Linked DNA regions of Anser cygnoides: region 1 is linked to region 2. The links are chromatin contacts, called in public Hi-C maps. All regions are on one chromosome and are shown on one strand. The core of a region is the stretch at or near the end of the contact, and the rest is flanking DNA. Distances in the headings are between cores, read along the strand shown.

Region 1 (2,912 bases), core at 131-2,630, 150 kb before region 2:
CTAACCCGCTAAACATCTGAACCAATCCTACCCGTTTTGCCCCGTTTTCCAGATCAAGGAGGACTTGCACGTTCCAGAACTAGAAACTCAGCATCAGTAGAGAAAATGCCATAGAATAGAAACACAGAATGGTTTGGGTTGGAGGTGAACCTCAAAGCCCACCTAATCCCACCCCCTGCCATGGGCAGGGCCCCCTGCCCCCAGCCCAGGCTGCCCCCAGCCCCATCCAGCCTGGCCTTGGGCACTGCCAGGGATGGGGCAGCCACAGCTCCTCTGGGCAGCCTGGGACAGGGCCTCACAGCCCTCACAGTGAAGAATTTCCTCCTAATATCTAATCTAAAACTTTTTTTTTTTTTTTAATTTAAAGCCATTCCCTCTTGTCCTATCACCACTACCCCTGACCAAGAGTCCCTCCCCAGCTCTCCTGCAGCCCCCTCTAGGCCCTGGCAGGCCGCTGTGAGGTCTCCCCGGAGCCTTCTCCTCTCCAGGCTGAACAACCCCAACTCCCTCAGCCTGGCTCCACAGCAGAGGTGCTCCAGCCTCTGAGCATCCTCGTGGCCTCCTCTGGACTCACCCCAACAGGTCCCCGTCCTTCTGGTGCTGGGGCCCAGAGCTGAGCGCAGGCTCCAGGTGGGGTCTCATGAGAGCAGAGCACAGGGGGACAATCCCCTCCCTCCCCTGCTGCCCACGCTGCTGTTGATGAAGCCCAGGACACGGTTGGCTTTCTGGGCTGCAGGCACACATTGCTGGCTCATGTCAAGCTTCTTATCCACCAACCACCATTCCCCACCCAGCCTGTATTTGTGCTTGGGATTGCCCTGGCCCAGATGCAGGACCTTGCACTTGGCCATGTTGAACATCATGAGGTTTTCCCAGGCCCACCTCTCAGGCCTGTCCAGGTCCCTCTGGATGGCATCCCTTCCCTCCAGTGTGGTGACTGCAGCACACAGCTTGGTGCCTTCCACAGACTTGCTGAGGGTGCACTTAATATCACTGGCCACGTCTCCAACCAAATTCACACAAAGCACTCAAAAATATCTAGCTACAGAAAAGTGCTTGGTTAGGGGATTTTCTGTTGAATAGATTCCATTTGCATAGAAAACAAATTTTGATTTCTCAATGTTTACACTTCTACTGTTAACACAGCCCGTCAGTTTGGGGCTGATGTAATTTTAAGGGCATTAGTTTACAGCAGCAAACTTCATTGAAGCTTGTGCTTTCTAGTTGAAATACAAAGGGAAAGAAGGAGGCAATCAGGCTACGATAAACTCTTACTGTTTGAAAGAGAAAAAACTTTTCTTTTCTGAGCATGTTGAGATATGCACAGCACTTACCCCAAGAGACATATTGATCTGATTTAGCTTCTAGATTCCATCATAATTTGAAAATAAATAATAACAATAGCAACATGATTTACAACCAAAAGACAGACAGTGACTTTTCCATCTCTGAGATTACTGCCCCTCCCCCCCCCCCCCCCCCCCCCCCCCAAAATGAGGATTCGTTGGTTTCCTAAAGGCTTCCATTGATGGGCTGAAATAACAACAACAACTCAGGAGAATGACTATTAGCCTAGAAAACAGCCGGAATCTATGTACACAGAGTGTATATGCATTTGCAAAGAACCAGGTATAGAAAATCAGGATTTCCAAGCCAGCAGTAACATAACCATTTGTCCTTGTGTTTATAATGGCTCACAATTGTCCTTTTCTCTACTGATAAAACAGGGATTTTGTAAGGTTTTCAAAGAAGCCTATCTGCACTTAAACAACCACTCCAATTCTCAGAAGCCAGAAGTATGAATAGCACCTACCTTTGTGACCCCAAGAGAAAGTAAATGTTTCTGAACCACATAATCTACACTAAAAGGTGTTGATGATAAAAATAAATGGTATCTTTTCAACATTAAAGTAAATTCCTTCATTATGAATCACTGAAAATGATCTTCAGTGGTACACAAATTGTGGAAGCAGGACAGAAGCCCATAGCAATGGAAAGGAAATGTTGTATCATTCCTAGAAATTCATTTGCCGCTTTCCTTAATTGATCCCTGTAGTTCTTCAGAACAGCATTTTCCTTGGATAATTACTATCCCGTTTCTGAGAGAGATCCAAAAAGACATAAGCCAAAGGCTACACAAAGAAAATGTTTATAATACCTCATTGGCACTGAAATCAATGTAAGCAAATGACTGACTGTACAAAGAAGTGGGCTAGAATTCATCTCACCTCATTTTGGGCGTCCGCATTGGAAGGTAAGTTTTATCCTACTTATCATAAAATGTATAAATGGCTGAATTTACTCAGAGAAGTCCCACCCCTCACTTTCTGATTAGGCATAGCACAAGGAAATTTATTTGAAAGAGATTTCTTTCATTTCTGGGTCTAATGTGATTTTTTAAATACATGGATTTTCTGAAATTTTTGAAGGTTTTTCACCTTGTCAAAATAAAACATTTACATTTATGTAAAAATAGATTTTTTTCCCCCTTTTGGCAGTAATTGATGAAAATTAAACTTTCCTAAGGTCAGTCAAAATAAACTGATTTGAAGATAAAACAAATATTGAAGGAAAATATTCACCCTGTTCTCAATGGTTTTGGGAGTCGGTAGACTTCATCTATGGAATTTGGCTAGAATGGAGCTGGTGAGCTCTTGAGGGAGTTTCGCCACTCACCAATGCTCAACAGATGCAGAACCCATCAAATTATTATTGATCCCTCTGTACTTTGGTCTTCGCTCCATACATTTAATACTCTCACTGGACTCAGCTCTCAACGGATGAGTAAACTAAAAAAGATATGTGGTCAGTCAGAAAAGCAAACTATCTTTGCATAAATCAGTTTCAGCATGTAAGACAAGAGGAGAGGGGAAATGCCTTGATTAAAAGGGAGCTGGAATAACACTTACCTG
Region 2 (2,700 bases), core at 188-2,687:
CTTCACACCAAATAACAACGCATCGAGAATGAGAACACAGCTCCTAAGGCAGCGGCTGTTTTCTGTGCCAGACCCTCCTGGAGCTTCTCAACGGGGCACAGATTGGAAATTCTCCTTCATCTCAGTCCCAATTATAATAAAAAAGTGACAGAGAGAGGAAGGCCAATTCTGAAAACTGAGTCAGAAGAGAAGAAAAAATTAGCTTCTCTGAGTGATTTATGTTGCACCAGTGGTATAATCCCTTCCAAATTCAATTACAGCTAATTAAAAATAACTCTCTCTTCTGATCTGATCACTTACGGTTCCAAGTTTCACTTGGGTGATGGTGACTGAGAAATCTCTCTCTCTAAAGATGGACAGACGATGCAAGGTTTGCTACTGATGCAACACTAGGGTTATATCATAAAATGCTTAATTACTAGCCCTGTGTCATACTGGTTGTCTCAGAGTGAAACAAGACTGGATTACAGTCTTGAGCATCCTAATCTCTCTGTACATATTCCCCCTCATTGACCTCAGATTGCCTGGGAGAAGCAGTGCTTGAGAAACTGCTGCTGCACTTCTCACACAGCCTCACTTGGAATTGCATTATCTCATTTGTAAAGAAGTGGTGTTCTGGCTCCTGTCCATTTGTTTCTGGTCTAGCACCAGTGGGCATGTGAACATATTATTATTAGCACACAGTAAGCCCGAGGTCAAGTTCTAGTGACCAGCTCCAGCATTTGGTTTGGATAAAAATGCTTTGTACAGTCAGCAATTTTCTTCTGACATTTGGGATGCATGTAAAGCAGTTTTTTAGAATAATAATAAAAAGAGAAGTAGCAACTCAGAGACATAGGCTCAATTCTGCAAAGGGTTTCAAGAGCCAAACTTCTTCCTTTCTTGCAGAGCACCCCACAGGGTTTTATCTCAACAGTCAGGAGTAGACATTCGTATTCTTCTATCACTCACTGTAAAACAAGGGCCCACAAAGCAGCTACAAGACATAATGTACCTCCTTCTCTGTAGCAGTAAGTGCTCAACTCCTGGGACTCTCCATTAGCGATTTCTTTATCATGTTATCTAAATAATAAACCAACTGCTTACACAGCGTTACACGACAAGACCAGCTATGGGATTTGCAATAGCAGAACAAAGTTGCTGTTTGTTTTCAACCTGCCAAGGTCAACACAAACCAGAACACCAGTCACAGCAAATAAATCACACGTAAGAAGGACAGGGTTCACGAGGGAAAACTATTTTCCTGGTGTTTTCACCCTCAGCCAAAGCAAGAGGTGCCAATGATTGACCCTATTACAATATTTGAAAAAGGACGCTTCATCACAGAGGCTTCAGAACAGGGGCTGGTGGTCATTTTCAGAGCTCATCACACTCTCTTTGCTCACCAGGCCACAGAAATACCTGTCAAAAATATGATTTGCCTAATAGGATTCATTGCTTGCTGATATGTCACTTCTTGTAAAAAAAACAGAGTATGGTAATCTGAAGAAAAACAGAATATTTAACCAGACCTCCCATCCAAGAAAACAATGCTTCCTGGGGGAAGAAAGTTCCTCTGGCTCTTGCAGAGAACAGCTAAGCCATGTTGCACATCATGTCATTACCCACTCACATTTTTATTACCTTTTGTGTCTTAATTACTGTTACAATATGCTTGGCATACTGTCATTCAACAATTTACAATCACAGTCTATGACTACATTATTTAACTCATTAGATTATGCAAACATCCAAAGAAAACTGCAACACAGATGCCAGTTTCTGTCCAGCTACAGACTTCTAAATCTACACAGCTGACAGCATGAGAAGATCTATTTGCTCATTTTAAATAAATTGCTCTTCAATTAGGCAGCACTGCATCTTTTTGGCACATTTCTACAGCAGCTGAAAAATTGCAGGTACCGATCACTGGTTAGATACTGCTCTTGCTTTTATTTTTTTTTTTCATTTTGGGGATGGGAAGGGAAAGTTAATGCACAGTCTCTACAGTGTCTTCAGGGCAAACTTCATCCCCCAAAAGAAAAAGCAGTAGTTTGCAAGTAGAGGGTTTCAGGAAAACTCAATCTGTAGGATTTCCCATGTTCTGTTCAGGTTATCTTGCTCCAAGCACGGCTCAGCACTGACCAATGCTCTTCTGCATTCAGGGCATTCATAACGTTCCTCTCTCACACTGTCTGGATGCTACTCACGGAGATGATCTCCTGCATCAGGACTGGGGATGGCAATTGGTGTGGGCTAGGTCCTTGCCACTGATTTTCACAAAACTTGCAGGAACACTACGGATTTCTGAGGTCCTTACATTCCAAATCATTAATTCCACATTTTGTTCCAAATCGTCTAATCCTACCAGGGATGTTCCAAATCGTCTAATCCTGCCAGGGAGGAACCCACCTCACCCCTTAAAAACAAAACAAAACAACAACAAAAAAACCTTTCCCCAATTACATCCAAAACATTGACATAGAAGTCACTACTTCTATCACTGTAAGAAGCATAATCCCCTTGGAACACTTGACAATCTCTGGTATGTATGTTCAGACGAGCTCTCCTCCTGGAATCATACTCATTCATCCATCCTCCAGTTACTGTTGGTTTATTGTGATGACAAAAAAGTAACAAAAAGAAATTTAGTCAATGCCACTGCAACATAAAAAGCATTACAAAAATGAGCCATAGCCAGAAATGTTGTATATTTGGACT

Evidence for each region. A called contact is a pair of places that touch in the nucleus more often than the background predicts.
Region 1: a Hi-C map of liver shows a contact between it and region 2, with 1.9 times the contacts expected there. The contact joins two enhancer-like sites. A contact is called at or near these places in 2 of 7 Hi-C or Micro-C datasets (granulosa cells and liver).

Annotation. Positions count from the first base shown.
Region 1 is chr2:4,916,684-4,919,595 of Taihu_goose_T2T_genome, reverse strand. All of the region lies in intron 2 of CRHR2 (corticotropin releasing hormone receptor 2), which reads right to left. Among named protein-coding and RNA genes, the nearest start is that of CRHR2, 33 kb to the right of the region's middle. Within about 2 kb of position 1,380, at least 1 of the 3 cell types and tissues checked has open chromatin away from gene starts, as enhancers often do. A contact at or near this core is called in liver, where this site is marked.
Region 2 is chr2:4,762,713-4,765,412 of Taihu_goose_T2T_genome, reverse strand. No RefSeq gene overlaps it. Among named protein-coding and RNA genes, the nearest start is that of MINDY4, 27 kb to the right of the region's middle. Within about 2 kb of position 1,437, at least 1 of the 3 cell types and tissues checked has open chromatin away from gene starts, as enhancers often do. A contact at or near this core is called in liver, where this site is marked.